Linked DNA regions of Mus musculus: all the other regions are linked to region 3. Evidence: chromatin contacts called from public promoter capture Hi-C data. All regions are on one chromosome and are shown on one strand. Each heading gives the region's core, a stretch centred on a gene start, on an enhancer-like site or on the middle of the called end of the contact. The rest is flanking DNA. Distances are from core to core; before and after follow the strand shown. Region 1 holds the start of Arg2 (arginase type II). Region 2 holds the start of Synj2bp (synaptojanin 2 binding protein). Region 3 holds the start of Dcaf5 (DDB1 and CUL4 associated factor 5). Region 4 holds the start of Rdh12 (retinol dehydrogenase 12). Region 5 holds the start of Zfyve26 (zinc finger, FYVE domain containing 26). Region 6 holds the start of Vti1b (vesicle transport through interaction with t-SNAREs 1B). Region 7 overlaps Rad51b (RAD51 paralog B).

Region 1 (3,021 bases), core at 432-2,931, 1.3 Mb before region 3:
GTCACAGAACTTATGGATAATTTCTAAATAGTAAAGGAATTTATTGATGACTTACAGTCGGCAGCCCAATTCCCAACAATGGTTCAGTCGCAGCTGTGAATGGAAGTCCAAGGATCTAGCAGTTACTCAGTCTCACGCAGCAAGCAGGCGAAGGAGCAAGAGCAAGAGCTAGACTCCCTTCTTCCAATGTCCTTATATTGTCTCCAGCAAAAGGTGTAGCCCGGATTAAAGGTGTGTTCCACCACACCTTTAATCCCAGATGAAAGGCATAGCCCAGATTAAAGGTGTGTTCCTTAACTCGGAGATTCAATCTTCTGGAATCCATAGCCACTACGGCTCAAGATCTTCAAACCAAGATCCAGATAAGGATCTCCAAGCCTCCAGATAAGGGTCACTGGTGAGCCTTCCAATTCCGGATTGTAGTTCATTCCAAATATTGTCAAGTTGACAACCAGGAATAGCCACTACAGCAGGCTACAGAGTCACAGTTAAGAGTACAGTGTTAGACAATCTTGCCACTGTATGAAACACTCAATATGTCCATTTTATCATACTGTAAACTTGTGCTTACAACAAAGAATGCAGATCCTTCTATCTCCCCTAGCTTGCTGTGTCTGTGGAGGCAAGAAGCATCGGATTCCCCAGAAGCTGGGGTTAATGGCTATGCATAAAACTCTGCAAAAACCAGGTCCTCTGCAAGAGCAATGTGTGTCCGTAATTGCAGGGCCATCAGCCACTATTTACTATTAAAACCATGAAAAGCTCCTTGATATTTTTGGATTTGTTTCAGCCTCCTTTTAATTTAGAATGATCAGAATGTGTTGATATAGTTGGCCTCTAGTAACCAGTGCTCTTATTGTTCATGTAAAGAACTGAAAACAGGGGCCCAGAGAGGTAGCTGAACAGTTAAGAGCATCTGTTACTTTTGCTAAGGGCTTGGGTTTGATTCTCAGCACTCACATGGTGGCTCATAAAGGTCTGTAGTAACTCTAGTTCCAGCAAATCCTATATCCACTTCTGACTTCCCTGGGCACCATGAATGTCTGTGGTGCACAAACATATATACAGGCAAAACACTCATACACATTTAAAAAAATCTGAAAAGGAAATAAAATTTTGTTTAAAAAAATTAAAAAAAAAATCTAGAAAGTAATTGCTTGGTAAATTCTAAATTCTCCCCAAAGATCCAAGGTAGGTGAGTTTTTAAAAAGCCAGACTCAAGAGGACACTGATGGGGTAAATGTTTCTAGGATTTTAAGCTTTGAGATAGAAAGCTGCAGATGGATGCTGACTTGGTGTGGGTTAGCAGATGACCCCGGGTGCGGGCAGGCCACGGCCAGTGCCAACTCTTCAGCCGAGATAGCGCCTGGGGCGGGTACATGTGTCAAGTTCTCAAGTTCCACTGAGGTCTCCAACCTGGCAGGGACGCTGCTTCCCGGGAAACCACACAGGTGCCACTCTGATCAGCGGCTTTATGGTATCCGCCTTGGTGGCTTAGGCATCGGGGGCGGGGGGAGCGTGTCCAGGGAAAGAGAGGACAGGTCCAATGGTGACTTAACGGCAGGCGCGTCCCAGGCCCTGGAGAGCTGTAGTCCTCCGAGAAGGTGCGCCGGGGGCTGGTTGGAGGCGTGTCCGAGAGATGCTGACGTCACAGGGCGGTGCGCTCGCCTAGTGAAGCATCGAAGCTGTGGGAGGCTGCACTCACTCGAGGTCCTGAGTTGCACCGAGCCGGTTCTCCTAGGGTAATCCCCTCCCTGCCAATCATGTTCCTGAGGAGCAGCGCCTCCCGTCTCCTCCACGGGCAAATTCCTTGCGTCCTGACGAGATCCGTCCACTCTGTAGCTATAGTCGGAGCCCCTTTCTCTCGGGGACAGGTGAGAGCTGCGACCCGAGCTGACGGGACACTAAGCCTAGAGAGTTTCTTGGGGCCAGGAGGGAGGAGGGGGGAAAAAACGGGGGGAAGAGCTCGCGGGATCCCATGGCGGGTACGTGGAGCGCACGTTGGGTTTTCCTGGACCCAGATGGAGATGAGGGACTGATGGAAGGCAAGGGGGTGAGAGAGGGCACTGGGCATCGAGAGGGAGGGAAGTGGGCATCGAGAAGCGAGCATCTGCGGCCTCCAGGACGACGGAGAGTGGGCATTTCCAGCTTTGGGGTGATGACAGGAAGGAAAAGAGAGAGGATTCCATGGAGGAGCTGGAGAAGGCAAAACCGGGATCGTTGAGAAATTGTCGGAGAGGAGGTTAGAGACGGTGACCGGGGATTAAGGCAGGCTTCAGGTTCTATTCTTGCAGAAAGAGCATTAACCTGGAAAGAAATTGATGTCGGTCTCTGCAACTGCGGGAGGGACGAAGGGGCTTTGTTCTGCCTTCAATGAAAGGAACCTGCTGTCGCGGAGGGCGCACTCACTGATGGGGAAGCTAGGTGCCGCGTTCTGCCAGATACAGGTACCGGATCAAAGCTCACTGAGCCCTTTCCTGATCCGAGACTTTCCTGGTCTGGCTCTCAGTGAGGGACTCAGAAGGTTGATTTGCTTTCAAGAACAGAATCTTCCCTCCGCCCATTAAGCATTTAGTGAAACGATCAGCCTTCTACAGTAGAAGTTTTGATGCTGTGAAAGGTTTGCAGAGGAGTCTTTTAGGAGCTCCGGGTAGCAGCAGAGATTTCTGTGTCAAAGTGTTTCTGCTCCTTTCCTCACCTTCTCTTATGTCTGTGGGGTTTGTATGATTCACAGAAGAAGCTAGGAGTGGAATATGGTCCAGCTGCCATTCGAGAAGCTGGCTTGCTGAAGAGGCTCTCCAGGTTGGGTAAGTGGTTGGATTTCTGTGTTTGTTCCGGAAGGGGAAAAAACCTGTTCAGAATCTCATCTCTTCTATCCTGATCCTGTGGTAGCAGCTTGGCACCTGTAATTTGTTCCCATCTGGTATCCTTTGGATTCCTTCTGCAGATAAACATCTATCAGGGAATCTTCAGAGGAAGTCTTCTTGCAGATAGTGTTGGGGAAAGTGAAGCAGAGCAAAG
Region 2 (3,224 bases), core at 297-2,796, 1.1 Mb after region 3:
TCCAATTTTCTCATAACAGGAAGACAAAATATATGATTAGTTCTGAAAGCTGTGCTTTACACAGAATAGTCAGCAGTGATTAAGCTATTGCAAACTTATAGATAAGGAAAGTTAACAGACTATGCTAAGTAGTGGCCATCAGAATAGAAATTCACAGTAACCAATGATTTATTCAACTCTTGGAATACAGTATCTAACAGAACTTACTGGAGTCAGTTTAGCCATTCACTCACTAATGACAACAGTAACAAATACACACTGCTTACCATATATCAAGACATTGTCCTAAATATTTTCCAGAGAGCAAGTGGCTTCATCCTAACACTATATGTGAAACGCTTCATTTCATAACTGTCTCCATGTTACAGAAAAGAAACTACAAGAATCCATCAGTTAAGTTATTCTGCCAATACATTAAAACAAGCCAAAAAAAAAAAAGCAACAACAACAAAAAACTGGTAAGATGTTAGATTTAAAACAAAAAACAAAAACAAAAAATCTTGGCTCTAAGTGGTGAACCCTAAACCTAAAATGTTAAGGCCATAAAGAAAACTGCAAAGCCTAAGGAAGGCAGTGACACGATGTAGTAATCCAGCTATGAGCATCCATGAGGAAGACCACACAGCAACGCTAAATGGGAATTTTCCTGTCAGAATCACATGAAGTGTTTGTTTCAAGAATTGTTTGATCCACACTGAATCCAAATTTCTAAAGGTGAGACTAGAAAACAACATTTTCATTTCAATATTTTGCTAAAAAGTAAAAACGAAAACGCCCAAGTAATGGTGGTCAAGTGTGGCCAGGTCTGAAAACTTCTGTAAAAGGTCTCCGCCCGCTTTAGCATTCCAGTTGATATGGTAAATTGATTCCGCAAAAATGCAGGCAGGGACCCTAGCACCGGAGAAACTGTGAGACACTCAGAAACACACACACACACACACACACACACACACACACACACACACACACACACACCGCCGTTCGCTGCTCCTGTTTTTACCTGAACGGGCCCTCGGCGAAGAAACAAGGATGGAGCAAGCAACTGAATAACGGATACGGCGGCTCCCACACGCTGGCTAAACAGCGGGCTTTTTCCTGGTCTTGGCTATTGCCACCAACAGCAAGAAACCCGTCCTGGCCATAAACGCCTGTGGTAATCCGACTGGATTATGGGGCAGAGTCCTTGGGTCCGTTATCTAGCTAACAAAAGATGCCAATGGACTCTTTGCTCCGTGCCCGATAGCGTTCTGGGAAGCCGCTCGGTCGGGGCCTGCCTGCTCTCCAGCCAGGTAAACCCGGCTCCGCCAAAGCAAGGGACGCAGCAATTACTCCCTCCATGTCCCGCGCCTACCCGAAGGTCCTCTCGTCAGGTTGATCTCTTCCTCCGTGACTAAATAATCCACCCGTCCGTTCATATCTGACTGCTCTCCGGCCGGAAACCCCGGGTCAGCGGGTGGCCAGAGCAGGTGAAGGTGAATCAAGCTCCGCGCTGCCTCCCCAGCATAGCTTTTACAGTTTCCTCAGCGGTCAGACCGGAAAAGGAAACCGCGGGCACTGGGAACGTGGAGGATGCTGGGAGTGGTGGTTCTCTGAGCCCACCAGCGTTTTCCGGTACCTCGCACTGTTCTCAAGGCCGATCCTGAGGAGCCATGAGCAAAGAGAGGTATAATGCTCGCTTACACTGGAAGAGCATGGGGAAGGAGAGAGGGTAATAATGGTATGAGATAGAATTACATTGATACGTTTGACATTTTAAATAAAAATCTCAAAATATCTACAAATGTGTGTGTGTGTGTGTGTGTGTGTGTGTGTGTGTGTGTGTGTGTGTGAGAGAGATCTTTTATGAGCCTCAAACCACTCTATGAAAGGCATCATAGGCAAAGTACTAATGAGATTGCATACTTGGGTGGGAAATTGTAACCTTTTGTGCAATACAGATGAAATCCAATGTGATGCCCCATGTAAGAAAACTTGGTAACACTGCTTCAAGTTCCTTCGTTAGCAGTCCCCGTGTTAGTTAATAAAATGTATCCAAATAAAAAAATGAAACCTCCCCCCATCTCTCCTTCTCCCCCTCCCCTCCTCCTCCTCCCCACTCCCTTTCCCTCCCCCTCCCCTTCCCCCTCCCCCTCCCCCCCCTCTCTCTCTCTCTCTCTCTCTCATCAAGCAAGTGTTCACTGCTTAAAGCAAGGCACCTGGGCTGACACACATGACAGGAAGTGAGGATTTCCCTGATATTTACATCTGAGAGCATTGTTTTCCAGGGCCTTATGCACAAGATTTCTTAACTTAGACCTGACAAGACTCTTACTTAACTTTTAAATAGATGTATATATCCCTGGCTTGCATTTAATAATAGGCCTATCTAACTTAAGAAATGTGTACACATATACAGAGGAAAGATAATCATAGGCTTGTTCAAGAAAAATCCTCCAAGCAAAAGGAGGTGAAATGTCCTTTTCACAAAATGATTGCAAGACTTAAGATGTGACTTTCCAGCCCATCTTGACTTTTAAGATCGGACATTCCAAACAGAGGTGAAGAAACTTTCAGGTATCAAAACTACAAAGGCCTTAAGGACCAGGAAGGTGACCATAAATATGTATGGTGACTCAAGGGACTCCTGTGGTGTTAAGAGAATCAAAGACTGCATAATCAGACTATGGTATTCAAAGTTATGGCTAAAAGCCAAGCCAGCAACTCAGGTTTATTAAAACAAGTCAGAGGTGGATTCTATAGGAATGAGACAGGACAAGAAGGCAGGGAACCTGAGGCATGAGGGGAGAAGGATCCTGTCATCTCCAGGTCTGATTAAAATCTCTTGCCGGGCTGCTGAGATAGCTCAGCAGGTAAGAGCACTGACGGCTCTTCCAAAGGTCATGAGTTCAAATCCCAGCAACCATATGGTGGCTCACAACCATCTGTAACAAGATCTGATACCCTTTTCTGGAGTGTCTGAAGTCAGCTACAGTGTACTTACATATTAAGAAAGAAAAGGTAGGAAGGAAGGAAGGAAGGAAGGAAGGAAGGAAGGAAGGAAGGAAGGAAGGAAGGAAAAAATTACCCATTTAAAAAAAAAAAAAAACTCTTGCCAACTGAGCAAGCATTCTAGCACATTGAGCAGCATTTGCTGTAAAGGCTGCTGACATAGACTTAATATTTCTTCCCTGCATAGATAATGTATATAAAATTGTCAATGTCCTAAGCCTAAAACCTCAATGTGT
Region 3 (3,016 bases), core at 148-2,647:
CTGCCTGTCGCTAGGAGCCCCGAGAGAGCAAGGCCTACACCGCCCGGCCGGAGCCCCGGCCTCGATTGCACCACTTTCCCCCACCCCAGCGGGGAGACCCTGGAGGCAAGTAGGCCCAGCTGAACCGGGTGGGGGAGGAGGCGAGCAGCCCTGCAACAGGAGCCGCGCGGGTGAAGGGGGTCCTGGAGCCCGCCTCCCGCCAGTAGGTCTCCCGGGGGGTCCTCCTGAAGCCCTGCCTCCCGAACAGCGCATCCAAGTTCAGGCTGGTTGGTGTCCCTAGGTCGCTAGAGCCCTCGCCACTCTCGGAACCATAATAAAAACAAGACGCTGAAGAGGCTACCACTGCGTGCTGGGAGATGGGATTGGGCCCTGAGAGAGCCAGGGGGAGGGGACGCCTCTCTGCTACCCGTCACCACCCGCCCGACCCCGCTGGCCCCACGGTGTCCGGCTCTGTCACCGCCGGCCTCCGGCTCCGAGGCCCCTTTTCTCCATGACACCGAGGACTGGGGCTCGAGCTTCGCCTGGCCTTTGGCGAGCCTTGGTCTCCCCCCCCCCCCCGGCCAGCCCTCCCCCCAGTGCCCCCCGCACCTTTTAAACTACGCAGAGGAAGAGTTTGCCAACCAACTTAGTCAAACCGTAACCTCGTCCCCCTCCCCGACCCACACTGGTGGGGCAGGCATCTGGAGGGACCACTTTGCACTTGGGATAAAGCACATTAAAGACCTGTCAACCATTTTAGGTCTTTTTTTATATATATAGAAGACATCCTCCTCTCCTTCCCCTTCTTCCTTCCCTCCCCCCTCCCTTCCTCCCTCCCCCTGCAATGGTATTAATTTCACACCAAATCTTCCCACCGCTGGAGAGGGGTTGAGAAGGGCGGGGGTGGGGACGCAGGGCAGCAGGAGGGTGGCGGGGAAGGGGAAGGGGCAGCTGGAAGGGGAGCGGGAGGCGCGGGGAGGGGAAGGAAGGGGGTTGATTTACCTGAGACCAGCCACTGGCCTCCATTGTTGGAGAATTCAATGGCATTGACACAGCCGAAGTGGCCGAGAAGGTCCTTCTTGTAGAGGTTTCTGCAGCCCCGCAGGCGTCTCCTCTGAAAGTCCTGAGTGAGCAGGGGGTCCCCATGCAAGCCCCGCTGGGACAAGAAGCCCACCACTGACCTCATGCTGCCCCCCAGGCCAGCTCTCCTCTTCATGCTGGAACCGCCGCCGCCACCGCCGCTGCAGCTCGCGCCGCCGCCCCTCCCTCGGCCGCACGCCGGGCCGCCGCTCCCCTCCCGTCCCGTCCCTCCCCGCGCGCAGCGAGCCGGAGGCTTCTTTAACCAGCCATGGCAGACGGAGCGAGGTGTGCAGACGGTCGGTCGGCGGCGTTCGCGGCTTCCTCACGGTCGCGTCCCTCCCTCCCCTTCCCCCCTAGGCTCCGCCTCCCTGCCGCCTCCAGCAGCTGATCCCCAGCTGCGGTCGCGCTTCCGCGGTGCGGGGCTCTTCCGCCGGCCGCCGGGCCGGAGAACGCGGGCGCCAGCTGCCCCTCCCCCGCGGACGGCTGCCCGGAGATGGCGGGCGGCGGCTTGCAGCGGCCGCTGACCGCGCCGAACCACGGTTGGCTCAGGATGGCGGCGACGGGGCACCCCCGGCACGCCGCACTCTGAAGTTGGACACGCGTAACAATCAGAGTGGCAGCCGGCCTGCGGGCTCACCCTCCTTCCCTGGAGGGACAGCGGCTCGCCCAGCGCTGCTCGCTGCCTCCTGGGGCGCCCAGTTCCCTGTTCAAGTGAGGGAACCCACGATTGGACTGGACGTCTGGAAGGAGGTTGTCTGTGGGGTTTTATCGGTGCACCTGCCCTTTCCAAAAATGTTGATACACCCTTCTATTCTCCAATTCAGTTTTCTAATTGACACTCACCACCACCCCCACCACCACCCCCAGCCTATCGGTTTAAAAAAAAAGGCAGAATTATTCAAGCTGATAGGACACTTGGGTTTAGGGGGTTGCGGAGAGGTGAAAAGAGAATTGAGCTGATATAGTAGCCATATAGTAGAGCGTATGCTTTTTGCATTCTTCAAGTTCTGGGTTCAATCTCTAGCACTAACAATCCCCACCCCCCACTCCCAAAAGAAAGTGAGAAGAAAATTGCCAAAATCAAATTGAGAAGGTCCTCTGTCCATTGGTTCCAGATGCATTTGCAAGCCACAAGAAACATTATGAAACGTAGCAGTATCTTATTTCATTGGTAGGGGTGAGGCCAAAGGTCTTGAGAATGGAGGCCTGGAGATGCACAGCTGTTAACCAGCAGCCACAGTATAGTCCAGAAGTAGCTGCCTTTCAATAGTGCAGGAGTCCTCAGTTGAGTTGACCTCAGTGAGGAAACTGGGTAAGTGCACTGGAATTTTACCAGGTAAAGTTGAAAGTCCCCTTTTCAATGGAGTGCTTTTCCAGGAAACTATCCTCTATCATTAGTGGTAATTAACTAACCTGAAATAGGCAGGTGTCAGGTTTGCCCTTTCAGTTTAACACGAATTACAATCTCAGGACCAGAGATGGCACAGGAGTGGTTAAATACAACCATAGGTGAAAGATGAACTAAAGAAATTCTTAAGATAAAGATGGGGAATGAGGAAGAGGTTCACCTGTCAAGCAAAATTATTTTTTTGCAAGTAGTTAATTCAAAAGTTCATATAACAACATTCTAAATTTATTAGAAGGTCACCAAACCCAAAAATGAGAATTCAAATGGAATATTATCCCTTAAATAAGAAAATGAGGGGCTGGTGAGATGGCTCAGCAGGTAAGAGCACCCGACTGTTCTTCCGAAGGTCCTGAGTTCAAATCCCAGCAACCACATGTTGGCTCACAACCATCCGTAACAAGATCTGACTCCCTCTTCTGGTGTGTCTGAAGACAGCTACAGTGTACTTACATATAATAAATAAATAAATAAATCTTTAAAAAAAAAAAAAAAAAGAAAATGAGTAATGCTTAAAAAAAAAATCCTGTGCACACTGTGGTTTGTACATAT
Region 4 (3,298 bases), core at 409-2,908, 1.2 Mb before region 3:
TCTTTTGGGGAAACCACTGGGGGCCATGCTAGGCTCCTACTTTTCTCATCTGGATGCCAGGATATGTCATTGGAAGATGAAAAGAGGGGGAAGCGGAGGAGTGGAAGAAGAGGAAGAGGCATTTACAGTTTTCACACTTGCTCTTATTCTGTAGGCTCTGTTCTTACAGAATGTTCTAGACCATGGTGACATCGGCCACAGCTGTGTGACTCCACTTGACAAACCACCACCAAAGGTCAAATCAGAGAGTAGCCCCTCATCTCTGTTTTACAAAGCTGCTGTCCCACTGCTGTGTCCTCCCCTGAGTCCACCTGACCTGAGAATCATCTGAGGTGAGTGGCCCGAGTGGCCATGTGGAGACTTGCAACTGATAATCACTCCCATTGGATAATCAAGTAAACTGAGGCAGCAGAAAGACTCAATAACTTGCCCAGGACCTTGAAGCTTGAAGGATGCTGAGCTGGGATTTGAGTCAGGAATTTGAGTCTAGCTCGAGAATACTTAAACACTCTACTCTTGCTTGACATGTCGTTGGGTGTGTCAACTTCACTGAAGTGTAATGTAAAGAACACACACAAAATGCCCAAATCAAAAGCGCCCAACTCAGTGATTGTTCACAGTAAGCACACCTGTGTACTAGCACGAAGATCAAAGACCAGCACATTGCCAGCCCCACAGGACCTTCAGCCACTCCCTATTTCTTCCATTTATTTATTTTTAACTTTTACTTATTTAATTGGTTATATATACATGAGAGTGCAGGAATGCACAGGCTTCAGCATGTGTGGAGGTCACAGTGTCACTTGGAGAGTTGGCTGTGGGACCTGGGAACCAAACTCAGGTCACTGTGCCTGTTTGCTATTGCTGATACCTGCTGAGCCACTTTCCCTGCCCTGTTAATTTACTTTGGGGTTTGTAGGGACATGCATATGGAGATTAGAGAACAAGTTTTCAAAAGTCAGGTCACTCCTTTTACTTTGTCTTCGAAGCAAGGTTTGTGCGTACCTACCTCTTGATCCTGCAGTTCCACTTCCTCGAGGCTACCTGGCCTTTGAGCTCCAGTTTCCATTTTGAAGTAGGACTACTGTGGTTACAGACGGCAGCCACTCTTCTGGCCTGAGCTGCCACATCTGACTTCTACATGGATCCTGGGGATTGGACACATACCAACAAGCTCACATGGAAAGTGCTTTGACCTACTTAGCCATCCTTCTTACTATCTCTCTTCCATTTTTAATCACACATATTTCAAGCATCATTAGGACTTGGAGGATTTTTTTTTTGTTTGTTCGCATGCTTGCTTTTTTCTTTGTTTTGTTTTTTTTGGTTTGGTTTTGTTTTGACACAGTTTATTATGTTGTTTAGGCCAGTCTTGAACTACAGACTCAAGTGATCATCTGCTTCAGCCTGCCAAATACGTTGATTATAAGACGTTGTCACTATGCCTGGCTTTTTTGAAGCCTGCTGATAATGTGTAACATATTCTATCTTGAAAATAGCGTGTTGAGGAGGAACTCCAGTATTGCCAAATTCTCACTGCCAATATAAGGTGAAGCCCTAATCTTTCCTTAAGCCCCACCCCTCTAGGACTACAACTCCCAGGAGGCTGTGCTCTGGCGGCTCTCGGATTTAAGTAAGATTCTGGGCATTGCTTAAGCCAGCCAGTTGCTGAGTGTCCCAGAGTGAGAGGAACCAAGAACCAACAGAAGCTGCCAGGAATTGGAGCCAGAGAAGGATCCTCGGGCTAGGTTGAGGGTGGGAAGCAGCAACTAAGAAAGTTGACAAGATGCTGTTTATCTTGGTACTGCTTACGTCCTTCCTCTCCATCTTGTATCTGACAGCTCCATCCATCAGGTTTGTTTTAATCCAGCAACTCAAAGATACTTTACGAAGATGGTTTTGACTTCTAAAAGAAGAAGGAGGGAAGGTGGCGGAGGCGAGATTAGTACATTAAAAACAGGAAAGGAGGGGTTCTGGATGCCTCTGCAGAAAACGAGAAGGAAGCACCTGGGTGGGAGGAGGTGGGGCTGATTTGAATTCGGATGCCGAGGAAGGAGGAAGGCGGAGTAGATGAGTCCTGTGGCACTTTCCTCTGATTCCTTTAGGTTTCTCTGACACTTTCCTTTTCTTTTCTGTCCCTAGATGAGGTGAGTGTCATGGGGACTTCATCGTTAAGGGACTCCTTGTCAAGTCTTAGGCACTCTGGAAAGGAAGCAAACTCTCTTCCCTTGATACTTCTCTCAAGAAGTGTTTTGGAAATGATTCACTGGGGATTTGTGGAGGTGCCAAGAAATGGCTATTCTATGTGGGGGCTTTAAATTTTGTTGATGATTAGAAAGGTTAGGAGCCAGGTGTGGTTGTACGTGCCTTTAATCCGAGCACTCAGGAAGCAGAAGCAGAAAGAACTCTGAATTAGAGGACAGACTGATCTACAGAGCGAGTTCCAGGGCAGCCAGGGCTATACAGAGAGACCCTGTCTTGAACCTTTGCCCCCTGACCTGACCCCACCCCCACCCCAAAGGAAGGTTAGATAGGCATACTGAGGACAGAGTGTCAAAGTGTCATACTTGGTCCCGGCCACCCTTAGAAATGACTTAAACATCTTTGGGCTTCAGAGGTTTTTTTTGTTTGCTTGTGTGTGTTTGTTTTTGTAATATAGAAGTAATACTGAAATGGCAGGGGAAATTAATATAAATGGCATATGGAAAGATAATATGTATGGAAAATGTGGAAAGATAGTGAGTGCAGAAACTATTTAGCATGGAGGTAGACTGGGTGCAGAAAGTGTTTAAACCTAGACAGAAAATGTATAGAAAATCAAGCCTGGGATAGACCTCATGAGTGTAGAAAAGTGTCTAGCCTAGTCTAAATATTGGGTGTAGAAAGTCTAGCCTAGGCTAGACAGTGCATGTAGAAAATATCAAGAAAAGACAGTGTATAGAAAGTGTCTAGCTCAGTGTCTGCCATCCAGTGATGTTCAGGAAGTATTCTAGACTCTCTGGTCTTGTTTTCAACAAGAAAGCTTTCTCTGTGTGCCAATGGCCTAAATAAAATCCATAATAAAGTGCCAGAAAGTCACTCAGGATGCTCTCTCTCTAAACAAAAAAGACAACTGAGAGGGAAGTAGTTAATGTGTCAACCCAGATGCTATCTGCTAGTTCCTATAGTAACTATTGGAGCCATAGGGCTCAGGACCATTGAGTCCTCTAATGTGTATCACCCATGTGATTCCAATGTGGGTCAGAGGAGGAAGCTGACCCGTGGAAGTCTAGAGATTAGACTGATAGCGTTTTTATCT
Region 5 (3,319 bases), core at 745-3,244, 1.1 Mb before region 3:
TCACAGTAATGAAGGTTATCTGAAACACACACACACACACTGTCCTTCACTGTTTTGAGATAGGGTTTCACACTGTAGTCCAGGATGGCCCTGAACTCATGGCCAGCCTCCTGCCTCAGTTGAGATGCATGGGTTAAATTTCCATACTCAGCTCCTAAGTGTACTTTTGAACACAGAAAATGAATCAAATATAAAAGAATAAAGGGAGTTCATAGCGATTCACTTATAACTATTTAGTTATAGGAATTCATAAGCCTTACTTTAAGTCAGTAGTTTGGGCAGTAGTACACACCTTAAAGAACTTAATATAAGATCTAGGATGGAGAACTGTGGTTCTCATGAGGCAAGAAGGGGTCATAGTGCAAACATACAGTAGAGTAGCAAGGAGTGAGAGGACTCATGTGTAGTGTGCAGAACTTCTGTATCTTTATTACAGTGGGCGTATATCAACCCCTGAATGGATAAAACTGCATAGTTTTTTTTTTTTATAGTAATGCACTTTTCCTGGTTTTGCTGCTTTAGCACACACAGCTGGAATGAGATGTCACAACTGGGGAAGCTGGAAAAAGCTTGTGCCAACTCTATTGTACTTCAGCCTTTTGTGGGTCTATGATTATTTCACAATAAAACATTTTAAGTCAATGCATTTTCAACTCTTTGTCAGAGCAACACCATCATCAGTCTCGTAAGCAAGAGGAATGAACAGGGTTTGTCTTTTGGAGACAAAATGCAGTTAAGCCATCTTCTATGGATAATAAACAAGAAATGATATTCAGGATCCTTTTGGTAGTCAGGCTTAAACTCAGCTGCAGAGCATAATTCATGGCCATTGGAGTACATTAGATGTAAAATACATTACACAGATAAAACATCAGAATATTGAAATGTGTTCCCCGTCTGCTAACTTTTTAAGATAGTAGCTGACTGGGGGGCCATAAAGACTAGAGTACAGCCGGGCGTGGTGGTGTACACCTTTAATCCCAGCATTCGGGAGTCAGAGGCAGGTGGATTTCGAGGCCAGCCTGGTCTACAAAGTGAGTTCCAGGACAGCCAGGGCTATACAGAGAAACCCTGTCTCGAAAACCTACACACACACACACACACACACACACACACACACAGACTAGAGTACAAACACTGAACCACTATCTTCCTCTCTTAGATCCTGGTAGGAGCGGGGATCGCTTACCTTAGCAGAATGGGACACTGCACCAGCGCCTGTAGTATGTCCTCCACCTTTTGGGGGATCTCTCCTTGTCCCCGGTGTAGTTGAGGTACACATGCTTGTGCCAACTCCCAGTCTCCCCTCCGCAGGCACTCACAGAAAAACTCAAAAAGTTCCTCCTCTGTAGCGGTTTCCTCTTTCCCAAATGGGTAACTCATTTTCCCAGCACAGAGTGCAGGTAGATAGAAAATAGAGGCGTTACGCGAAATACATTCTCAATTTTCTCATCCGTGAAGTACCCCCTAGAAACACCACACGAGCTGAGAAGAAACGAAACTTTAGATGAACCACCAGCTGCTGGCCCGAAAAGAAACGGCAGAACTTACTTTTCTAATGACTGTTTTGGGTTTAATTTGACCTGTTACTATCTCTTTTTGAGAGCCGTCTCTTTCTCTAAGGGGTGTACCTCATCTTCTACCGCAGACCTCACATATAACAATCTTAATATTTTTGCTAGCCTGGGGTGCAGACACATACATTTACTTCCGCATTCCCTCCTGAACATTTTGTCAGGCTACAAATCTCTAGGTTGGTGGATGCCTTGGTAAGGATGAAAACTCCCTTGGTTAGAGCCTTCTGTTAAGACAGAGGCTAAAGATTAGGGGATCAATCTGGGACTGAACTGTGGAGCCGGGAGGCTGGGGGACAGGGATGCTCCCCCTAGCGGGGTCGTGGACAGCACCCTCGCAATCTTCCCTGCGCCTTACACTCACCTGCTCCGGGAGTCGAATGCATTTTCCCGTCCAGAGCAGCCATGTTTGATCCCGGTCAGGTGACAAGTCCCATTGCGAAGAGTGGTGGAACGGGCGGCGATGACGAAAGAGAGCGCCACTCTTATTGGCTCAGGAGAAGCAAGATGCAAATCAAGTGCCGTGTTTGTTTGAATCACGTGATGCCACCTGATTGCTACGGGGACTCTAAGGAAGAGTTAGATCCGCTAGCTACAGGACTGAGGACTCTCCCTAATTATGATTGCTCCTTCTCGCAACATCCACAGTTATTCATTTCGGGGGAGCTGGGGCCAGGAATATCTGTGTTCCACGCTCCGTACCCGCCACTGTTTTGTTTTGTTTTTGATGTCAACATTTTCTCCGTGCCAACCAGTGATAGATGATAGGTTAGCCACAGGAATTCTGGATCTTCCTGTATCATTATTCTATCTAATTCTATCGTGTGTATATCATATATAATTATATATCCATCGAAAGACTGAGGTCGGTACAAAGGAGTTGCAAACGAAAACAAAGAGTGAGCAAAGGCTTTTCACAAATCATGTAATCAAGTCAGTTCTTAAGTTTATTAGTTTTTCTTAACGCAGCTGTTTTAAATACGAAACCTACTTGACTTCTTTTATTTTTTCAACTAAACTGAGTGGTTCTTTTTCAATGTATTTTAGTTTGAGACGCTTTAGTTAGTATTTCCCGGACATTTTCACCATCTAAATGTGTTGAACAGTGCAAAGGAAACACAAAACTCTCATCCCAAAACGGGAATAGGGCATATTGCCCACCCTTTTTCCAACCCCTCAGCCCCCCAAAAGAACCTTCTCTGGCCCAGGAAATAACTTTAAAATGCGATTCACTGAGGAAAAGAATTTCCAGTCAGGGTTTTCCCTCCTCTACATTCGTCTTGAAAGGTTCCGCTCCTCGATTTAAGCAATCACTACAAAGGAAAAATTTAATTAGATTAACCTTCGAGACTGAACTACAATTCCCAAAATACAGCTGGGCTAACCCGAGATTTTCCTGCTTCTGATTGGATAAGTCGCCAGAGTACCAACCAACCAGAGCCCCAGATGTTGCTGCTCGCACTTTTCGCGGGTAATTGTGTGAGGGTGGGGGAAACTTTGAAAGTTCCACGCTGCTGACCTGGTACTGGAGTTTTCTGAGGGGGCAGTTGTGGGGAGGAAGGTGTGTTCATTATCTTGTGCTCCCTCTTGGAGCCTGTGGCTGTTGATACCGGGGTCGCGGAGAGTCCTGCGTGTTGAGCACGTACTCTGTAACGGGGCTCGTCCCTGGAACCCGGACGGGGTCCTGGAGCTTCCGACTTCCTCTAGGGAGGCGAGTGATGCTTGTAAGGTGCTCTGTTTTATTA
Region 6 (3,357 bases), core at 247-2,746, 1.3 Mb before region 3:
GTAGAGAGCTAATATTTCTAAATAAAACAACAAACACATATTAATAATAGCTGGTAGCTCTTACTGTTGCCAGACGGTGTTTTTAATAGCTTTACATATCTCATTTACTCCCCACAAAAACTCCATGAAGTCAGATGCTACGTTTTACTTTATAGTGGAAACTAGTTTGGTTAAAATAACTTGCAAAGTCACATAGCTAATAAAAGGTGTATGTAACTTAGATAATCTGACTCTAGAACTCTTTTCTTTCCTTCCTTCCTTTTTTTTTTTTTTTTTTTTTAATTTTTGATAGAGTCTCAAGATAGAAGAATCTAGCTGGTCTGGAACTCTGTGTTGCTGTGTAAAACCAGGCTGGCCTTGAACTCACTGAGATTCTGTTTCTACCTCCCAAGTGCTGGGATTAAAAGTGTTCACCACTGGCAATCTCTTGAATGGCAGAAAAATATTTTGTCATACACTGTTATCTTTAATGCACAGGTAGACATTCTCATCTCCAGCTCAAACGAGTATGCGCCTCTTATTTAAGTTCATTCATTCAACTGATCACGTGAGAAGACACGGCCCCTTCTCAATCTTCCTCCTCACATCCACCAGTCTCATAAATCTCGGCACCACCTGTTGGATTTAATGCTCACTCTCCAGATTCGCATGCTTACCCAGTCAACTGTCATAGAAGCTCCTAACACAGTCTCTTATAGCCATTCTCACATCCTCTATCCAGCTATCCGCCGCCTTGCTTCTAAAATGAAATCCACATTACTCCGCTGCTTATGTTCCTTAAGGATTTACCCTAGTACGTCAAAAAAGTCTAAATGTGAGACTTCCGGTTCCTCTCCAATGTAGCTGTCTTCCTCCCCTCACCTCCCGCCACTGTCTCACATATAAGCTAATCTCCATGGTTACAACTATTTTTAAAATTTCATTGCCTACCAAAATGCCAAACTCCTACATGCCCAACTCCAAATTAAGGGTTTTTTTTGTTTTTTGTTTTTGTTTTTTGTTTTGTCACAGGAGCACAGATTGAAGAATGCCCTATGCTACTGGGAGAGGAAGATAACTAAAGGCTCGCTAGGAGAGGACATCCTAATGTCTATCCCTTTGCACGCCCCCAGTCACCACAAGAGGCAGCACACCCTGGGCGTCCGGGGCCCGACAGCAGCAGGGGGCGTGCCCAAAGGGGAAGCGGGGAGCCCCGGGTCGGTGTTTGGGATCCTGCACCCTGCGGAGTCCTCCCGGCCTGGTCCCGCCCCCGCCTCACCTGTCCCCGCGGTCCCCAGCAGCCGCTCCGGCACCCCTTGTAAGTCTTCAAGGAGGCCGCGGAAGATCTCGTGCAGCTTCTCGAAATGCTCGGAGGAGGCGGCGGAGGCGGCCATGGCGCAGGTTGCGCGTGAGCTGCGGCCACCGGGCGCTGGGCCCACTCCCACCTCAGCAATCAGCTGCCCAGCCCCGAAGCCATCACTGCAGCCGCACCTCGGCCTCCCGGAATCAGGCGCTTCCGGGGTCCTCGGAGCCGGACGCCCTCCCCCTGCTTGTCACTGCACGGGCGCCGGGCGCCAAAGCCTGACAAGAAGCCGGGGCGGGGACGACACTCAGCTACTACAGGGGCGCGGTCTCGCGCCAAGACGAGCCGGTGGCTCCGACCTGGAGACAAACAGTGGGCACAGAGGAGGTACCAAAGGGAAGGGCCCGAGGGAGCCCGCGGGACTGGCGCCTCGGCCGCCTCATCCGGGCCCGCCGGTCCTGCAGTGCATACTGGGAATTGTAGTTAAGTGAGGGAGGACGGCCGTGCAGGGAGGGCCCGGAGTGCCAGCGGTGTTGCGCAGACTGGCTAGCACACGCCCCTCGCTGTCATCGCAGTTCCTTCTGCCACCTGACTTCATATCCCGTCTAAATGTTCAGTCTCAGCCCTAGATAGATGAGCAGAGGCCTGCCTACCCTCGGATGGTATAACTCTAATAAAAGTGGAGAGATTAAGTGGCCAGGGTCACATGTTTTCAGAACCGGAAAATGGGCAGTGTGATCCCAGAATACCCACAGCTTTTAGCGGCTGAACCAGTCCAGACCATTAGGCTGCCCCGGGTTCTCATTCACAACATGTTAAGAATAGACATTTTGATAAACCAAAGTTATATATTGATCAAAGTAATTTTGTCTCTGCCCTTGGGTAATGTATGATTTGGTGTGGAAGACAGACCCATCTTATCTGCCCTTATGTGAAATATATCAACAATTACGAAGTCCTTTCTGTCCTTCCATAGATATAAACCCCTGTGTATACTGTTGGCAGGGTTTCCAACAAAGGGCCCACTCACAAAAGTTTTCGTGGTGATTCAATATTTATACATGGAAATATATATATATATATATATATATATATATATATATATATATATATATATATATATATATAAAAGGGTGTTACCGAGGGGTACAACACTTATCTAGCATAAGCAAATCCTATAGTCCATCTTCTAAGGTGTGTGTGGGAGTGGGTTCCTGGTGATTTTTGTCTTTGAAGCCCTGGGTTTTACAAGCTTGAATCCACCAACCGTTAAATTCAATGAAAAAATAAAAACAAAACGCAGTGTGCAGGGATGACAAAGTCTGATGTTGTTAGCAGTGGTGCGAAGTCTTAATATTTTTCTTATAAAATTAAAAGGTAGTTCAAGAGTGTTGTTGTTCAATTTTAATCCTAGCACTTGGAAGACAGAGGCAGATGGATCACTGAGTTCGAGGCCAGCCTGGTCTACAGAGCACATTGCAGGACAGCCAGACCATATAGAGAAACCATGCCCAAAAAACATAAAATTAAAAAATTTATACTTGAATATGTATGAACACATGTGAGGGCAAGTGCCCTGCCTGTGGAGCCCAGAAGAGGGTGTTGGGTCTTTTGGAGCTGGAGTTACAGGTGGGCTGCCTGCCATGCTGTTAAGAGTTGTGTGTGATCCAAAGAACTGTGACATTTCTTCAACCCCAAGTCTTATCTTTCTGTCGCAGAAATAGATATAAAAAGGAGCTCCTGCCAAGACCGAGAGATGTGGAAACAGTGACCTTTGGTCGGTGTCACGTAAGTAGAAAATGATTTGATGATTGGTCTGGTGATCACAAACCAAATTAACGACACTTGCATTTTAGGTGTACTATAGTGATTCTGGGACACAGGCATCCAATAGAATGGGAAATAACTGCATAACTGTGTTTTCTTTAAGCTACAATTACTTTCATTTAATTCTAACAGTTATAATCTAGAATTAAAAACAAGGTAATTGAAAAGAACCTTTGTTTTCATTGACAAGTGAATATAAATTAAGTGAAATATTATTTTAATTAATCACTGCATTGTCAAAAATTTTC
Region 7 (3,090 bases), core at 308-2,807, 1.1 Mb before region 3:
TGCCCCAGTCCCGGGACCTGAACTCGGGTCTCCTGGAAGAACAAGTGCTCTCACCTCTGAGCCTTCTCCCCCACTCTTTTTCATTCTGTTTTTGAGGCAGGTTTCACTGTGTAGCCCTGGCTGGCCTAGAACTCACTATGTAGGCTAAGCTGTCTTCAGGTTTGTGGCAGTCTTCCTGCCCCTGGATCCTGATGTCTGGAATTAGAGTCATGAGCCATCATTCTTGGAACTATTTATTTTCTTTAAAAAGATACCTTGCCTCAGATTTTTTTTTTTTAAGATGGCAATAGACTAGTATGGGCTGGTTTTAGCTTTAGTTACTTGAATGATGGATTAGACTTTCCTAAACTTAGAGAATGTACTTAATGAATTTTATTCAGTTTTGAAGTGTTTTATGACTAGTATTAATATTTCTAAAAAACAACTTGTAAGTAATAGTTATGAATGATTTCTAGTGTCATATTTGAAGGCTGTAATAGGCTTTCTTTCTGTGAAGACTGAGTAAGGTTGCCATCTAGTAATAACTCAGTGTGGTTATTTAAAAATAAATATTTAACATTTATGTTTATAGAGTACTCTGCGATTTTTAATTAGCCCGAACCGGTGTTTATCTCTGCAAATGTCTGGCAAGTGCCTTGTGCAGCATCTGTTCTGTGCTCCTTGTTAACGGACTCGTGACTTGTTCTTCTTTGTCCTTTGTCTTTTGTGCACTTTCCAGCTTGTGTCAGGGAAGCTTATCCCATGTTCACGTTGAGCTGATTTGTCCAAAGATCACCTTGCTGCTCTTACCGACCAACAGTTCACTCAGGAGCTGATGATCTAATTCCAGGGTGCGAGAAATTTTTTAAAGCTTCTGGTAATTTTTCTCGTTCTTGACTGAAATCTGATGAACACTACTTTCTTTCCTAGAACATGTCTAAGGGTATGTGACCACTAAATCCTTGCTGACCTTAGTGAAAAGTCTTATTTCTGGTTTTGCATATACATTTTTAAAAGAAAATTTAAAAGAATTATCTATCTATCTATCTATCTATCTATCTATCTATCATCTATCTGTGTGTGTGTGTGTGTGTGTGTGTATGCTGGTGCCTCTAGGGGCCTGTAGGGGACATTGTATTGGGATTTCAGGCATTTGTGAACTGCCTGATGTGGGTGCTGGAATCTGAACTCCGGCCCTCTCATAACGGAGTAAGTGCTCTTAACCTCTGAGCCATGTGTCCAGCCCCTATATTTACATTGATCTGTGTATTTTCTTGTGGTTCAGTTCTTGGGATTGACATTGTGGTCTATAGACTGGCAGAAGCATCCCCTTTGCCTGTTGGAATTTCAGGCCCTCCCTTTGTCCTACTAAATCAGAGTCTTTGGATGCATAAAAGCTTCAGAGGTGGTGTTCAAGTCCCCTCAGCTCGGGCTTTATTTACTTGCGGCTGGAAACATCCTGTTCTAGTTTCATTTCTGTTGCTGTGATAAAATATTGTGACCAAAAGATACACAGGGGAGCAGAGTGCTTGCTTGGCTTATATTCTGGGTTATAAGCACCACTGGAGGGAAGCCAAGGCGAGGAACTCAAACTGCTAGTCACAGCACATCAGGGAGAGTGCACACATCCTTACTGCTGCCGGCCTGCCTGTGCTCAGCTAGCTTTCTCTCTGTAATACAGTTCAAGCCCAGCCTGGGAAATGGTGCTGCCCACATCAGGCTGGGTCCTCTTGTATCGGTGAACAATCCAGGCGTCCACCCCAGACATGTCGCTAGCCAACCTGATTTACACAGTTCCTCAGTTGAGGCTCTTAGATGACTCTAGGTTGTGGAAAGTTGATGGTTAAAAACGAGCTGGCCCCAGTGGCACAAGCCTTTAATTTCTGCTTTGGAGGCAGAGATGAGCAGATCTCTGTGAGTTCAAGGCTGTCCGGTGGTCTACATAGCAAGTTCCAGGATAGCTAGGGCTACATAGAGAGACTCTATCTCCAAAAAGAAAAGAAAGAAAAAACACCTAGCCATCACAATCCTCTAACAATCTAGACCGCCTTCCTCTGAGGGGGTGCTGCCCTTCCCATGCATGCCGTAAAGAAGCAGGGAGGCACTATTTCTTCTGCCATAGAAACATCATTTATTGAATCATTATATAAACATACTTTTATTGTACTCTGAATTACCGTTGGCTTTAAATTTGTTAATCGTTATTTTCGGTTGAAACATAAAACTAGAGTCTTTACAACTGTGGTCAAAAGGACTTTAATGTTGTTTTTGGCAGGTCAGGCTATGAGCATAGCCCCACTGGTTACAAGACAGCTTAGAGAGTCACATTTTACCTCCCTAAGGATTGCTCCTATCCGTGTCTCCCAGCTCTGCTCCTCCTTCAGGTAGACAGGGTTCTGAACTGCACTTCTCTTGTAGAATCATGACTCTCTAGGGACCAACTCTGGTGACTAGAAAAGCTGCTGACTTGGGCATCTCTGTTACAGACTTTCAGCCCCCTGCTGTGTCTTTGTCCACTAACAGCAGGGGCAAATTAAGTCTACCTGCAGTCTAGGAATGGTAGCTAGCTTTTCTTCTTTTCTTTACTACGTAAATGCCATAGTTCAAAAGCAAACTGTGTTTAAAAGTTTTCTTGCTTGTGTATCCACTTGGAGATCTTGACAGTGCTAGGTAGGCTGATGCAAGTATCGAGTTCACAGAGTAGACTGTTAGGTTGTAATTAATAGATGGCAAACCGTGTCTGTGTTGTTTTGCAGTGAGAATTCACTCAAGTGTAAGCTTTAAAGGCAATACTTGTAAAGAACGGGAGACTCTGCCGATTGATTTTTATTCTTGTAATTTGCTAGTTTTCCTGTGTGCTAGACTTTTCCATGGAGGCTGTGAAAATGAAGCTCTCCTGCCCACGTTAGACGAGATAAAATTGAGACTGGGAAGATGAAGTAACACAGAACACCCTACTCAGGAACCTGGAACTATGTGTCCCCAGCTGGCTCAGCTCCCCCAGGGTCTGCGAGGCAGGTGGGCATTCTTACGTTTCTGAGGGCACCTTTGTTGTTGTGTGAGTTGTGTATTATATAATACTGCTTTAATATGGAAACAAATAGCTAGCAA

Evidence for each region. Promoter capture Hi-C pulls out the DNA fragments that hold promoters and counts their contacts. Capture Hi-C pulls out chosen DNA fragments and counts their contacts.
Region 1: a contact with region 3 is called in a promoter capture Hi-C map of pre-B cells, with 2.8 times the contacts expected there. The contact joins the promoter of Arg2 here to the promoter of Dcaf5 in region 3. A contact is called at or near these places in 5 of 39 promoter capture datasets (the C10 cell line, cranial neural crest, hippocampal neurons and 2 more) and 2 of 115 datasets of contacts at active chromatin or transcription factors (embryonic stem cells and large pre-B cells).
Region 2: a contact with region 3 is called in a promoter capture Hi-C map of cranial neural crest. The contact joins the promoter of Synj2bp here to the promoter of Dcaf5 in region 3. A contact is called at or near these places in 2 of 39 promoter capture datasets (cranial neural crest and liver).
Region 4: a promoter capture Hi-C map of second pharyngeal arch cranial neural crest shows a contact between it and region 3. The contact joins the promoter of Rdh12 here to the promoter of Dcaf5 in region 3. A contact is called at or near these places in 13 of 39 promoter capture datasets (the 3T3-L1 cell line, the C10 cell line, cranial neural crest and 7 more), 1 of 115 datasets of contacts at active chromatin or transcription factors (forebrain) and 1 of 9 other capture datasets (liver).
Region 5: a contact with region 3 is called in a promoter capture Hi-C map of liver, with 6 times the contacts expected there. The contact joins the promoter of Zfyve26 here to the promoter of Dcaf5 in region 3. A contact is called at or near these places in 19 of 39 promoter capture datasets (the 3T3-L1 cell line, 3T3-L1-derived adipocytes, the C10 cell line and 12 more), 2 of 484 Hi-C or Micro-C datasets (B cells and CD8 T cells), 15 of 115 datasets of contacts at active chromatin or transcription factors (the 230-238 cell line, the NIH/3T3 cell line, astrocytes and 10 more) and 3 of 9 other capture datasets (adipose tissue, liver and pancreatic islet).
Region 6: a contact with region 3 is called in a promoter capture Hi-C map of liver, with 3 times the contacts expected there. The contact joins the promoter of Vti1b here to the promoter of Dcaf5 in region 3. A contact is called at or near these places in 9 of 39 promoter capture datasets (the 3T3-L1 cell line, the C10 cell line, the HPC-7 cell line and 5 more), 1 of 484 Hi-C or Micro-C datasets (B cells), 4 of 115 datasets of contacts at active chromatin or transcription factors (astrocytes, large pre-B cells, pro-B cells and 1 more) and 1 of 9 other capture datasets (liver).
Region 7: a promoter capture Hi-C map of the C10 cell line shows a contact between it and region 3, with 14 times the contacts expected there. The contact joins the enhancer-like site here to the promoter of Dcaf5 in region 3. A contact is called at or near these places in 8 of 39 promoter capture datasets (the 3T3-L1 cell line, the C10 cell line, the HPC-7 cell line and 6 more), 1 of 484 Hi-C or Micro-C datasets (bone marrow-derived macrophages) and 8 of 115 datasets of contacts at active chromatin or transcription factors (bone marrow-derived macrophages, embryonic limb bud, forebrain and 5 more).

The regions. Positions count from the first base shown.
Region 1 is chr12:79,129,107-79,132,127 of GRCm38.p6, forward strand. Arg2 (arginase type II) reads left to right here and starts at 1,682. Exons shown (of 8, transcript NM_009705.3): 1 at 1,682-1,874; 2 at 2,735-2,807. The coding sequence starts at 1,764.
Region 2 is chr12:81,531,365-81,534,588 of GRCm38.p6, forward strand. It overlaps Synj2bp (synaptojanin 2 binding protein), which reads right to left and starts at 1,547. Exons shown (of 4, transcript NM_025292.7): 1 at 1,352-1,547. The coding sequence starts at 1,415. Gm20498 (predicted gene 20498) reads right to left here and starts at 1,547. Exons shown (of 6, transcript NM_001309848.1): 1 at 1,352-1,547. The coding sequence starts at 1,415.
Region 3 is chr12:80,435,204-80,438,219 of GRCm38.p6, forward strand. It overlaps Dcaf5 (DDB1 and CUL4 associated factor 5), which reads right to left and starts at 1,398. Exons shown (of 9, transcript NM_177267.5): 1 at 982-1,398. The coding sequence starts at 1,195.
Region 4 is chr12:79,207,255-79,210,552 of GRCm38.p6, forward strand. It overlaps Rdh12 (retinol dehydrogenase 12), which reads left to right and starts at 1,659. Exons shown (of 7, transcript NM_030017.4): 1 at 1,659-1,854. The coding sequence starts at 1,787.
Region 5 is chr12:79,294,288-79,297,606 of GRCm38.p6, forward strand. It overlaps Zfyve26 (zinc finger, FYVE domain containing 26), which reads right to left and starts at 1,995. Exons shown (of 42, transcript NM_001008550.1): 1 at 1,939-1,995; 2 at 1,190-1,485. The coding sequence starts at 1,383. Rad51b (RAD51 paralog B) reads left to right here and starts at 2,995. Exons shown (of 11, transcript NM_009014.3): 1 at 2,995-3,045.
Region 6 is chr12:79,170,962-79,174,318 of GRCm38.p6, forward strand. It overlaps Vti1b (vesicle transport through interaction with t-SNAREs 1B), which reads right to left and starts at 1,497. Exons shown (of 6, transcript NM_016800.3): 1 at 1,259-1,497. The coding sequence starts at 1,373. Rdh11 (retinol dehydrogenase 11) reads right to left here. Exons shown (of 7, transcript NM_021557.6): 7 at 3,272-3,357.
Region 7 is chr12:79,339,169-79,342,258 of GRCm38.p6, forward strand. All of the region lies in intron 7 of Rad51b (RAD51 paralog B), which reads left to right. Among named protein-coding and RNA genes, the nearest start is that of Rad51b, 43 kb to the left of the region's middle. Within about 2 kb of position 1,558, at least 19 of the 459 cell types and tissues checked have an H3K27ac peak or open chromatin away from gene starts, as enhancers often do.